Regions from separate parts of the Lactuca sativa genome. Here region 1 is linked to region 2. A link is a contact called in public Hi-C data. All regions are on one chromosome and are shown on one strand. Each heading gives the region's core, a stretch centred on a gene start, on an enhancer-like site or on the middle of the called end of the contact. The rest is flanking DNA. Distances are from core to core; before and after follow the strand shown.

What was found. A called contact is a pair of places that touch in the nucleus more often than the background predicts.
Region 1: a contact with region 2 is called in a Hi-C map of leaf, with 6 times the contacts expected there. The contact joins the promoter of LOC111903653 here to the promoter of LOC111903656 in region 2. A contact is called at or near these places in 2 of 4 Hi-C or Micro-C datasets (both in leaf).

Annotation. Positions count from the first base shown.
Region 1 is chr7:137,348,124-137,354,710 of Lsat_Salinas_v11, reverse strand. LOC111903653 (probable ion channel SYM8) reads right to left here and starts at 4,328. Exons shown (of 12, transcript XM_023899405.3): 1 at 3,478-4,328; 2 at 3,147-3,215; 3 at 2,446-3,075; 4 at 2,185-2,367; 5 at 2,013-2,072; 6 at 1,731-1,934; 7 at 1,351-1,599; 8 at 601-699; 9 at 305-499; 10 at 147-239; 11 at 1-75. The coding sequence starts at 4,140.
Region 2 is chr7:137,138,237-137,144,068 of Lsat_Salinas_v11, reverse strand. LOC111903656 (protein DMP3) reads right to left here and starts at 3,738. Exons shown (of 1, transcript XM_023899408.3): 1 at 2,952-3,738. The coding sequence starts at 3,696. The coding sequence ends at 3,076.

The sequences.
Region 1 (6,587 bases), core at 3,079-5,578, 210 kb before region 2:
ACGTATCCAAGAACTATGAGAGAAAGCGGTTGTTGAGCTTGTGTGAGTTTCTTCTTTATATGGAAGCCGCTTTGACTGTATCCATTAAGTCAATAATAAAATAATAATAATAATAAATTAATTTTTGTTTAACGTTAAAATTTGACCTGAATGTCTCGGATGAGAAGGAGGGTGGCTAGAGAACGTGAGTCTGAATGGACAATTGAGTCTTCTACAGATTCATCTGCAAGAATTAGAATCTGTTGTATTGGAGTTAGTAATTAATCATGGATTTTTGTATGTATATATGATTGAGGAGACTTACAGAATCAAAGGTTTCTAAAGGGAGAGTTTCTAGATGTTTTTTAATAACTGCGTTTCCAACACGGTGGACGAGTTTAATGTTAACAAGTCCTGAAATATCAAGTCCACCATCCACTAATTTTCTCTCTCTTTCTTTCTCCAATACCTCGTTAAACATCCATAACTCTGACCCTGGAGCCAAGAATGCTTCTAGAACCTGGTAGATTTCAAAAAAAAAAAAATAGAATTTATTATTTACTAACTATTATATTATTCTTGAAATCTAGAGATTAATAAATAGCTGTGAATTACAATTACCATAATCATATCATCAATATCACGTCGCCAACCACAAAATAATATCTTTTCTGGGAATTTTGGAGGGTCGACTTTTTTTGGAAAGAGACCCCTTCGTACCTGTAACAGAAAAAAAAAACATAATGGGTCAATTGTGAAATTACTTTTAATGAAAAAAGGCTGCAAAAAAGATTTTTTTTTTTTTTCGATTTTTAAATTTTAAAAAGTTCTATTGTGGTGGGGGCCACTTATAAAGAAAGTTCGCAATCATATTGATGCGAAATTGATGGTCATTTTTTAAAAGTCCTTATATTTTGGCCTCATATACAAGTATTTTGTATATAAAATGTTTAAAGAAAAAGCTTTTACATAGAAAAAAAGAAGGTTTTTATTTTAAATTATGTTTTTTTTGTATAAATATGATTTTATAAAGCAAAAAAAAACATATTCGAAACAAAATTTTGAAAAAGAAGATGTAAAAAAAACTAAATTTAGGCCAAAAGTGTAAATATTGGGCAAATTTGTAATAAAATTTAAAATCTGGGCCAAAAGTGTAATTTTTGAAAGTGGGATGATTTGTCGAACGGGTAAAAGGGTTAAAATGAATACAATTGTCGGTTTTTTGGAACTTAGTTGAATAAGAAAAATATATAAAGACTAAAAAAGTCTTCCCCAAAGATGAATTTGTTAAATGAGTTTTACCCATTTTGATCATTTTTGTGATTATACCCTTTAAAAGAAAGCTGTAAACATAATAATTGAAAGTCTGACCTCTGGTAAAGGGCCAGGGGTATATGTGTCATCATCTTCAGCTATCACAAGTATCTCATCACCTTCTTTTAATATATACTCATCTTTTGGATTTATTATTATCTTCCCTCTTTCTGAAGCAACCTTTACTCCACAAGGGATCGCATCTGGAAACGAAATAAGTACATCTTCAAACCTTAAACCATCTAACTGTGGCCACCTTTTGATATAAAATTCTGCATTTTCAAACCCCAATATATCTTCCCATATCTGCAACAAAAACAATTTCACACTTAATTCAACCATATATAAAACATTATAAACAGATTATAAATTTATAATTCTGATTGTGAAAAGTGAAAAGTGAAAACTCATTTTATTTAATTTAAAGTTTAAACTACCTGTGCAAGACCAGGTTGAAGAGCACATTGAATCATTAACCTTCCAATCACATCATGTGCAACAACTGTCTCAATGAGTTCACCTCCAACAAGCTTCACCAAGGGTTCATTGTCAAGATCACTCATTTCTACAACCACATGACCTCTTAGCCCCTCTTTTACTCCAGTAAGACTAAGCACAACCCTCAATGCTCGTGCATCACTCTAAAAAAATAAAGAATCTTGTTAATTGAATAAGGGTAAAATGGTCAAATGGTTAAATGTTTAAGAAGTGAGACATACTTGATCTGCATTTTCATCTGCTGCAAGTACTATTATAGCACGTGCTTTTGAAACCGAAACCTAAGCATATTCAAAACAAGTTAACAAGAAAGATTTGAAGAATGTTGTGGGCCCCATTTACATCTGACATCATAAAAGAAAAAAGATTTCAATTTTCAAGAAATACTACTACCTTTTTCAAGTCAGCAAGTATAAGAGGACTACCACTTCTGCAAATAACTGAAGTGCCCATGAAGCTGAACTCAAGTTTTGCTATATCCATCTCCATCTCCTCCTTGTCTCTTTCCGCCAGGACAACCACCACACCACCACCAATGCTCTTGTTTGCTATTGCCAGTTGCTTCAAAAGTGAACCCTGTAGTTGACCAAAACATTATCGTCTTTTGACCTTTGTGCATAAAGTAATTAAATACCAAGACTTATTAGTTATTACCAATTTGTCACTCCATCCAAGAACAAGTATGTGGTTGCTTTCAATGACTTCACTTTTCCCTTTTCGTAATGAATCTACTTTCTCTGAGATAGCATCTGAAACAAGCCCTAGCATCATTGCAAATATCAGCATCCCTCCTGAACTTATAGAGACTGAAACAATTCTTGATCCAGTGCCAACTCTATCTGCATGATTCCCTGAATCTGCTACAAATGTCCAAGAAAGCCAAAGGGCTTCTGCAAGACTACCATCACTTACAGCATAAAGTGCTAAACCACCAAATGCAATGAGAAAGATAGTTGCAAAGAGAAGGGCAAGTAGTTTTGCGTAAGGGTAGATAGAGAAGCACACATCCACCATGTATGCGATTCTTTTCTTTAATGGAACCTCTTCTTTGTTGTTCTTTGAACGTTTTGAGAGGTTCTTGAGTTTGGGAAGATCATCAAGATATTTGAATAATACAAAAGGTGTCACAAGAGTAAACAGAACAGTGTAGAGAGCAATGTTTCGGGTGTCAGTGTTGCCAATATACACAAATGAATTGTCACTTTCATGTTTGAAAATGTCTGTGCTTTCATCATGAGGAATGTCTTTATTCAAACAAGTTCTATGAAGATCATAATTCTCTTCCTGTATGGAGAATAAACAGGCTTTAACAAAATCATCTGTTTGCAAGAGTACAGAGTCAAAGAACTTGATACCTGAAGCTTCTTGACTTCATTCCTTAATGTTATTGCATAAGATGCAAACACTACACATAAAAGTGCAAGCTGCATTAAGAAATAAACGTGGCATCATCAGACACTAAAGATTAAAATGCGGGATAGATGCTCTGAGGGCTCCCTGCAGAATAACAACATGACATTACAGACTTATAAACAGGATTCAAGTGATAAGTTCAGTACTTTTAACTCACACAGACAAATTTGATTTTCAATGGAAAATTAGGAAATGGAACACAGTTTAGTTTTTATATACCCGCTCAGATTATGACTGTATACATATAAATTCTAGTAGAGAGGAATAATTCACCAGGTTACGTATCAACGAACTCCTGATCGTGGCGTTTTTGCGAGCAGGAGAAGATGAAGTCAGGGAAGACGAAGAAGTCAAATTAGAAACTGGAACTTGAGCAAGCACTGGCGGAACAATTCTCTCCGATTTAGAATCTGACCCCGGCGCCGGTGAATGTGACGTACTCGCACTCGCAGAAGCTGATTGCATTTCGCTTCCCCCTGTGGTAGTCAAACTCTTAGGCATCGAAGCGCTTCGAACCGGAGAAGGAGAAGGAGACGAAACAGGCGGTTGTTTCCTCAGTGACTTAGACGCAGAAGATTTAACAACTGTCACCCGGTTTCGAGTCGTGTTAGGTCCAAGAAATGATGGATAAACGTAATCACGATCAGCAAACCCGAAGGTTTGACCGGGGAAAGTGTCGCTGGTGGTAGTGCTGGAGCTGTCGGATGAGTCGAATGATCGTCGGGGGGACCAGGTGGAGGAGGAGGAAGATGGTGGAAGAGGAGGAGTTGACTCATCGGAGGAGGGCCGGCGGACGGCTGGGAAGAGTGGACCGGGGAAGTGAGCAGTGCTGGAATCAGCGATCGTCCTTGATTTCTTCAGGAGAGGACGTCGTTCTGGTAGCGGAATGTTGGGGTTCCGTTTGGAATCCATTGAATCTCCATTGATGTTAGACATAATTTTTCCGGATCTTCACCGGAATCTATTGGCTCTCTTTTTTTCTGACACACACGGTGGTAGCGAGGTTTTATCGACCGGCCAATTGTCCAGTGGTGTGTTACAGTTTGTTTTTCACCGTTGCGAAAGGTACGCACGTGCCGCCGTGTTTCTAAGATTCCGCTGGCTTTACAACTTTAGTAAGTTATATATGCATCAATATATGGTGTTAGAGCATCTTTAGACCTTCCTTTATGTATACCACTAGCCATCTCGTGCTGTGCACATTAGCCATTACGCCAAGTGGTATACCGAGCACAATGACGTTTGTGATTGAGCTGGTCACGAACAACGGGTGTGCACACTACACCGTTGTTTCGTGGTAGCTTGTGGTCGTTGTCTCTCATGCTCGGCACAACGGAAATGCACGACCAATCAACTTGAAGCATTCCATTTGAACATTTCTATAGTTGTTGAACGGCTAGTTTCTTAAAAAAAAATTAAACAATTTATTTACCTATAAATACAACATTTTTACTCCTTATTTTTTACACCATTCTTTTCTTTCTCTATACACAAACTACACACTTCACAACCAAAAATCATGGATCCCAACCAAAATACCCCTCCAAACTACAGAAATCGCAAACCCGATAACACTTTTGCGTTAGATACAACACATCGTTAATTCCCGACTATGGAATCACCTCAAGGCGGTTTTATCAATCTACTTCAAACCGGTTCTCCTATCCAACAAACATCACTGTTCCAACAACAATATAAACCTTTTTCGACTTTCCAACAACAACAAATTTCACAACAATACCAACAATTCTTACAACTTCAACAACAATCGTCACAACAACAACCACCACTTTCGTCAGATTTTGTTGCGGAAACGCAACCTTCACCACCACCTCAACCAAAAAAGAAAAAAGGAAAAAAAACTGGAGTCACCTCAAGGCGGTTTTATCAATCTACATCAAACCGGTTTTCCTATCCAACAAACCTCACTGTTCCAACAACAATATAAACATTTTCGACTTTCCAACAACAACAAATTTCACAACAATACCAACAATTCCAACAACTTCAACAACAATCGTCACAACAACAACCACCACCAATTTCACAACCACCACTTTCGTCAGATTTTGTTGCGGAAACGCAATCTTCACCACCACCTCAACCAAAAAAGAAAAAAGGAAAAAAAATTGGCCCGACCCACTACCGCCCAAGAAAGGGTCTCATGGACAAAAGAAGAAGAAAAGTTAGCGGAGGCATGGGCGGCGGCTTCCGAAGATCCAATTGTAGGAGATAGTCAGCCTTACGGAAGTTTTTGGGAGAAAGTCCGAGCCATTTTCTACGAGTTAATGGAAAGTGAAACTCGAAAAGCCGATCAAATTACGTTGAAATGGCGAGATATTCGACTAAAATGCACCGAGTTTGGAGGAATCTACAACAACCTCCTAAACATACGCAAAAGCGGCTCGAACGATTTTGATGTTTTCAAGGCGGCAATGGAGCAATTTGAAAAAACAAAGCCAACACGCAAAACTTTTCCGTATATGAAACCATGGCTAAAATTGAAAGACGCCCCAAAATGGAAAGAGCAAACGGAAGGAACTTCGCAATCTTCCAGTTCAAAGCGTTCGAAAAACCCCGATACAACTTCCCAACAATCGGACGGCCGAACACACATCGACATCAATGACGATCCGCTAGATCTTGAAAACGACCAACCTCTTCGTCGGCGCGTTGGAAGAATAAAGCAAAAAAAAAAAAAAAAAAAAACAGCTTCAACATTTTCGAATTCTAGTGTTATTGATATGTTTGGCGATAAATTTGATCAATATGTGCAACTTCAAGAAACGAAGGCCAGGGTGATGGCTCGGATGGAGCAAAAAATGATTGAAGCATAAACATCATTTCAAGAGGCACAAGTGACGATCCAAACAAAAACCAATATGGAAATCTTAAAAATGAAAGCGAACGACCTCGAGGGCAAAGACTTGGAACTTTTCCTCGCGGTGAAAGAGTCGGTTCGAGCCCGACGTAGGCGTATGGTGTAGTTTATATTTTTTATGGTTGGAATTTTTAGTTTTTTTTATTTTATTTATTTTAAGTAATGTAATTTTTATTTTTATTGTTATTTTTATTTTTTTTATTTCAATTAATGTAGTTTTTATTTAATGTAATTTGGTCTTTTAATTTAATGGAAAACTAGCATTAAAAAATGATTTTAATGTATTTTTGAATTAAATTTAAATAAAGAGATAAGGTGGAGTGGTGTGTTTAGTGGTAGGTATCCGTTGGTTAGTGGTAAGGAATGTGGTGTTGATATGGCACTCACCACATACCACATATGTGGTGGGTATAACGGATGGTTTTAGGTCATCCGTTATACACACCACATACCACATATGTGGTGGGTGTCACATCAGCACCACATTCTGCTATCACTAACA
Region 2 (5,832 bases), core at 2,489-4,988:
CTTTGAACTGAGTGTGTTCACTAGGTATCTTTGAACTGAGTGTGTTCACTAGGTATTTTGAACTAAGTGTGTTCACTAATTACTTTTGAACTAAGTGTTTACCAGATGTTTTGGACTACGTGTTCACCAGTTATAATCTATAAGCCTTGGTAACGATGGACTTCGTGAGGATTCCTTAGGATGATCCTTAGGAATAAATAAACGAGGAATAACTGATTCTCAGGGTAGATCCTTAAGACTAAAGAAGATAATGGGGATGGGTAATTAGGTTGATTATTTGATTGTTTAAACATAATAATTATATTATTGTGGGTTGAAAACCCTATGTACTCACTAGGTTTTCCAACATGACCCACTCAGTTTATTTATGTCACAGGTGTTGATATAAAGTCACATTACACTGAGAGATTAAAGAGATGTAGATCACTAGTGTAAATAAATGTAAGTTCCGTTTATGCTTATGTTTCTGTATTGACGATGACATCCCAAACGTTTTAAAATGAATAAAATACGTTTATTCGAAAATGTTTTGATAACGTATTTATCGTTTTTTTAGGAACAAATTCCGCAACATTTTTATAAAAAGAAGTACTCTGATTTTTTTACAAAGCATAAACAAAATCGGTCTTTTCTAGCCGCGAAAAATGGGGATGTCACATAACTAGTCAATAAAGTCCTAAAAAGTGTTCCATAAGATGCATGAGACTCTCATGGCCATAAAGTTGGCACCTTTATGCCATGGAGTCCCTCTAAGATTCTAGATCCGAAGTCCTAACACCAAAACAAGCTTGCATCCATGAATGGTTCCATAATGAGCTCCAAATGGCCATAAACTACCCCATGGAGAGATCTAATGAATGAATGAACAAGGTACATACTTTATACCTCAAATGAGTTGGGAATGTGACAAAATCTCTGGATCTACTTGTTTCCTCTTGATCTCCCAAGCTTCCTCTTTCTTCTCAAGCTTCAAAAACACACAGAATTGCATAAAAAGCTCAAAAACACTCACAAACTTATTAGGGTTTCGAGAATAGGGTCTGAGGGTGGTGGAGGCTGGAGTGGAGGCCATATAAGTTGTTTAAATATGGTGTAAACCCTAAGATTTAGGGTTTCATTCAGACAGATCTACTCGTCGAGTCGGGGCTACCTACTCGTCAAGTAGACTCTTCCACACGCGTCCAAGACTCGCCCCTACTCGACGAGTCCCAATATAAAAATGCAAAAACTTATATTAAAAATATGTACCGGGAACCGGGCGTTACAATCAAATAACAAATATTTATTTATAAGGATACAACCAAAAATGTGATCTAAATAGTAAATTACCATTTAAGAATCTTCAAACAAATGACATTTCCGTTTAAGAACAAAGTATATTACCATAACATAATCTACAAGCAAAATACATTACCATTTAAACTACAATAAATAGAATGTATTACCATTTCAACCATAATAAACAAGCGGTGCAATTTATGAAGTACATTACATCAACCAATGACAAACAACAATTACCATTAAGCACAATCATGATCAATTTAACAAACCATCACAATACACATTTACAATACACATTTTGCGATCAAATCAGTTATTAAAATAAACACAACCAATAACAAACACACTAAAAACAGTTTGACAAACACAATCAAAATTAGTTTCAAAAAGACTTATGCCCCACATTATAATACGCATGAGCCTTTTTTGTGTCCCAATCCTCGACAAGACAATATCAATGACCTTCTTGACTTCATTCTCACTACCATTTTCTTCGGAGATAAACTGTTGACAATGTCTTTTCTTCACTAGGAGGAAGCCTCTTCAAACCTTGGAACAATTTGATCATTGTTTCTTGATTTGCATCAATACAAAGACTTTCCGCGATAAGTTATGATGTTCTTTGTTTAAATTTTTTAATCTCATCACGAGAATACAATGCAATATGTGTGTTGTGTTCTTAGGAGTCATATTTCGATTGTTCCTTATGAATGCCCACCTTAAAGAATTAAAATAAATTATAATCAATAACTAAATATTAATTATTAGATAATTCAATTTCAACAATATATGATAATTCGATTTCAAAAGTAGATAAACATATCTCAATAAATCCTAATTATATACTGTCAACATAAATTAAGGAATATTAACAATTGTTATAACATCTAATTTTTATTAGGATTGATTTGTCTATGAAACAAACAAAATACATCAACAATATATTGATTTCATGAATGGAACTACATACTAATATTATATTAAGAAGTTACTCGAAATGTTGTCGTAAACTTATAATCTAATCTTAATAAAAGAATCCAATAATCTACGTGGTACTCCCCAAATTGTTTTTTCTTAAATGCGAATTTACTCTAATACCCTTTATTCATTTTAATTTTTGGTTATTCTGCCCTTCAATTTATATAGCATTTATTTCGATTCCATTTTATTTAGCAATTGATAAGTTACTTATTTTTATTTTTAAACTTCGGTTTATAAATGATTTAATTTGGTAAGCTTTAAAATCACACTACTAACAAACCATATAATTAATTCATAAAGATGAAAGGTCAATCTTGTAACATTAATTCAAACAATTTAATTCAAACAATGGTGGACCAAAATTGACAAAAAAGAGGGCAGTTTACTATTAAAATCTTTGGTAACTTTAATATATATATATATATATATATATATATATATATATATATATATATATATATATATATATATATATATATATATATATATAAAATTTATATATATTTTTTAAAATGTCTATATTGGATATTCAACTAAAAATATATATAAATTTTATATAATTAATATAATAGTCTAAAAAAAGTGATATTTTATTAGCTTAATAAAATTTTATAAATTTTTTATCCGTGCGTTGTAACCTAGGAATGTAATATGAGTATCCGTGGTTCCATATTATTAAAGATAATAAGTAACGAAAGATCATTTTTCTTTTTCCTATTATTTAAAATGTAAATCAAACTAATTTCAATAATAAAATAAAACAAAAAATAATTTCAGATTAAATGGGTGGGTTTCAATTTTCAAGTATTTACATCAATCTGTAATATTATCTCGCGTAACTGGATACCCGATCCCATGTCTTCTCGTCGGAAAAACAACAAACAAAGCACTGCAAATGAGACCGATGCCGATCGGAACAATGTCCAAAACTTCCTGACCTTCACGTCCCGGCGACGGATAAAAACAACTCACAACATTCCGATCCCTCAACGCCACCGCTCCAAACACCAACACCGACAGCAAAGCGTGCACCCAATCGATCAATCTCAGCCGGTATTTCCTCAAATCGATTACATTTTTTGGATCGTAATAATCGAATACCCACATCCCTTTCAAAGTTGCGAATCCATAGATGAGTTGGCCGTCATCGGATTTGATACTGTCGGTAAAGCAGGCGAGGAAGGACGAGGTCGCCAAGAGGACGAGGAGAGCGGCGGTTAAGGGGCGGGTGGCGGCGTCGCAAGAGCCGTTGTTGGTGAAGATGGGGGTTAAAAGTTGGAAGGCTAAGAGGGTGCCTGTTGGGAGGAGTTTGGCTAGGTTTGCTGTGCTTGTTAGTGTTTGGGAGATGGCGGTGGATGATGATGGTGGTGGTGGTGGTGGTGGCTGTGGTTGTGGTTCCGGTGTGGTGGTTGATTGTCTAGCCCTTGAAGACATGGTTCAGTTACAGGATTGTTATGTAGAGAAACGAATTTATAGAATTTGAAAAAGATTATGTATTGTATTGGCGTGTGGGATTTGTATCTACCTAATTTATAGTATTTAATTTGTTCTTCAAAATTATTTATTTTAATTACATTAGATAGATAAATAATTAAAATTTAGGATTTTTATTTTTAACCACATAAACTGGTATTGAATCATTATATAATGACAAAATTTGTTTATTTATGTTTTACCTATGCTAACATGACATGTAATGTGATATCCAAATATCCAAATGCGTTATACTTTTGAATGCCGTAAATAAACAAATAATGCACTAAAAGCAAAGTTTTGTGTAACTGTCTTTCTGTATTGCTTTAAAGAAAAGGTTATGGAGATGGTGTTTTGATTGAGAATGAAACGTGTACATTGCCATGGAGGTTACTTGAATGGCTTAAACTTCAATGGAAGTGATTTCTTTAATATTTGGAAAGTTTAGGTTTTATTTTTATGTATTTAATTCCTTAATTAGTTAAGAAGGATGCATCTGAAAAATACGCGCATCAAGAAAAATTGGTTTGAGATTTGACTCTATTCAATTATCGGAAAATCCTACTTTGTACGGGACATGTTTTAGGGAAGATTACAGTAAAAGTGGACAATAAGATAACTCAAGTAGGGATGTGAAAAAGTCTCGTGGGACCCCGATTTCGTGGGAGCCTTGTCCCGTATGAAGGTATTTGTTGAAAAAAATCGGGGATGGGGGCAGGGGCGGGGGCAATGTTAACCCCCGTTTTAGTTTCGAGGGCAGGGGCGAGGGTTGGCAGTTCCGTCCCGAAACTCTCATGGGGTCCGTTAATAAATTATATATATTGACATATATTAATTATATAAATATAATAAATTATAAAATAATTTTTACGTATAAAAATTCAACAAAAACATGTTTTTAAGTTGTTTGTAATACGTAAAATTATGCAACAAATAACTATTTGTTATTCAAAAAATAGTTTCTTTTAATCCAAACAAGAACTTCTTTTATCCCAAATAAGATAGCCCAAAATTAATCGGGGACGGAGGCGGGAGTAAGAAGGGGAATTCGGGGGCGGGGACAGGGGATGTAATCCCGTCCCGTTTGCCCCCGTTGACTTTTTCATTAAGAAATATTTTTCTTTTGAACTAATCGCTAACATGGACATGAATGGAAATACTACAATAATAAACGATTATTTTTCAAATTTTATAACAAAATGGTGACTGATTTTGTAATAAATAGTTCAAGATTGCAAAATGGGATTATATATACTAAAATCCAAATATTTTCAACAAGAAAGTTTTAAACTTTATTTTTTTTAATAGTCAAGTTCAAACTATCGATAGTTATTGACACACTTACTCTTTTTGCCGGTTAGCCGATAATTAAGATTTTATTGTAAAAATAAAATAAAGTTTAAGACTTTCTTGTTAAATCGTGAATTATGATTTTATTGTAAAAAAAGTTTATGATTTTCTTTTCAAATCGTTGAAAATATTAGGACTTTAGTTTAAATATCATTTTTTTGTTAGAAATTTAATGATATGATAGTCTTTAAGCATAAAAGTTATTGGAATCTGTTCTCGTCAGCTAGATCCTATTGAAATCCTTAACATTTGCTTCTTGTTATATAGTTTTTTTTAATCTCAACAAACAGACATTGAAAAAAATGGAGATAATCAAGAAAGAAAAAAGAATCAGGGTTGTGTTGGTATTTTACAGTCTTAAAAATGGAGAACTAAGAACAAGAAAAGACGAAACTGTCTTTTTTACCCCTTCTCCACATTCACACCCTTTTGACCAGGTGTGTGTTGTTTGTGTTTGTACAACTTGTCCCCTTTTTCAGTTCAAGATTTGACGGCGAACCAAGAAGAAATTTTACAAGTCTTCCCACTCTCTCTTCTTTTGCATCTGTTTCCCCTGATTATGATTGTAGCAGGGTAAAAATGATGATTGTAAGAAAAAAAATGATGTTGTGATGAAAATCACAATTAAAAGTTTTTTGGGCTACAAATTGGGTTTTACTGAGGCTCATAAAACTATTTATTTCTAGGAAAACCAAGACTATACACTAAAGTCTCAATATTTTCAAGGATTTGACAAGAAGTCCTTAA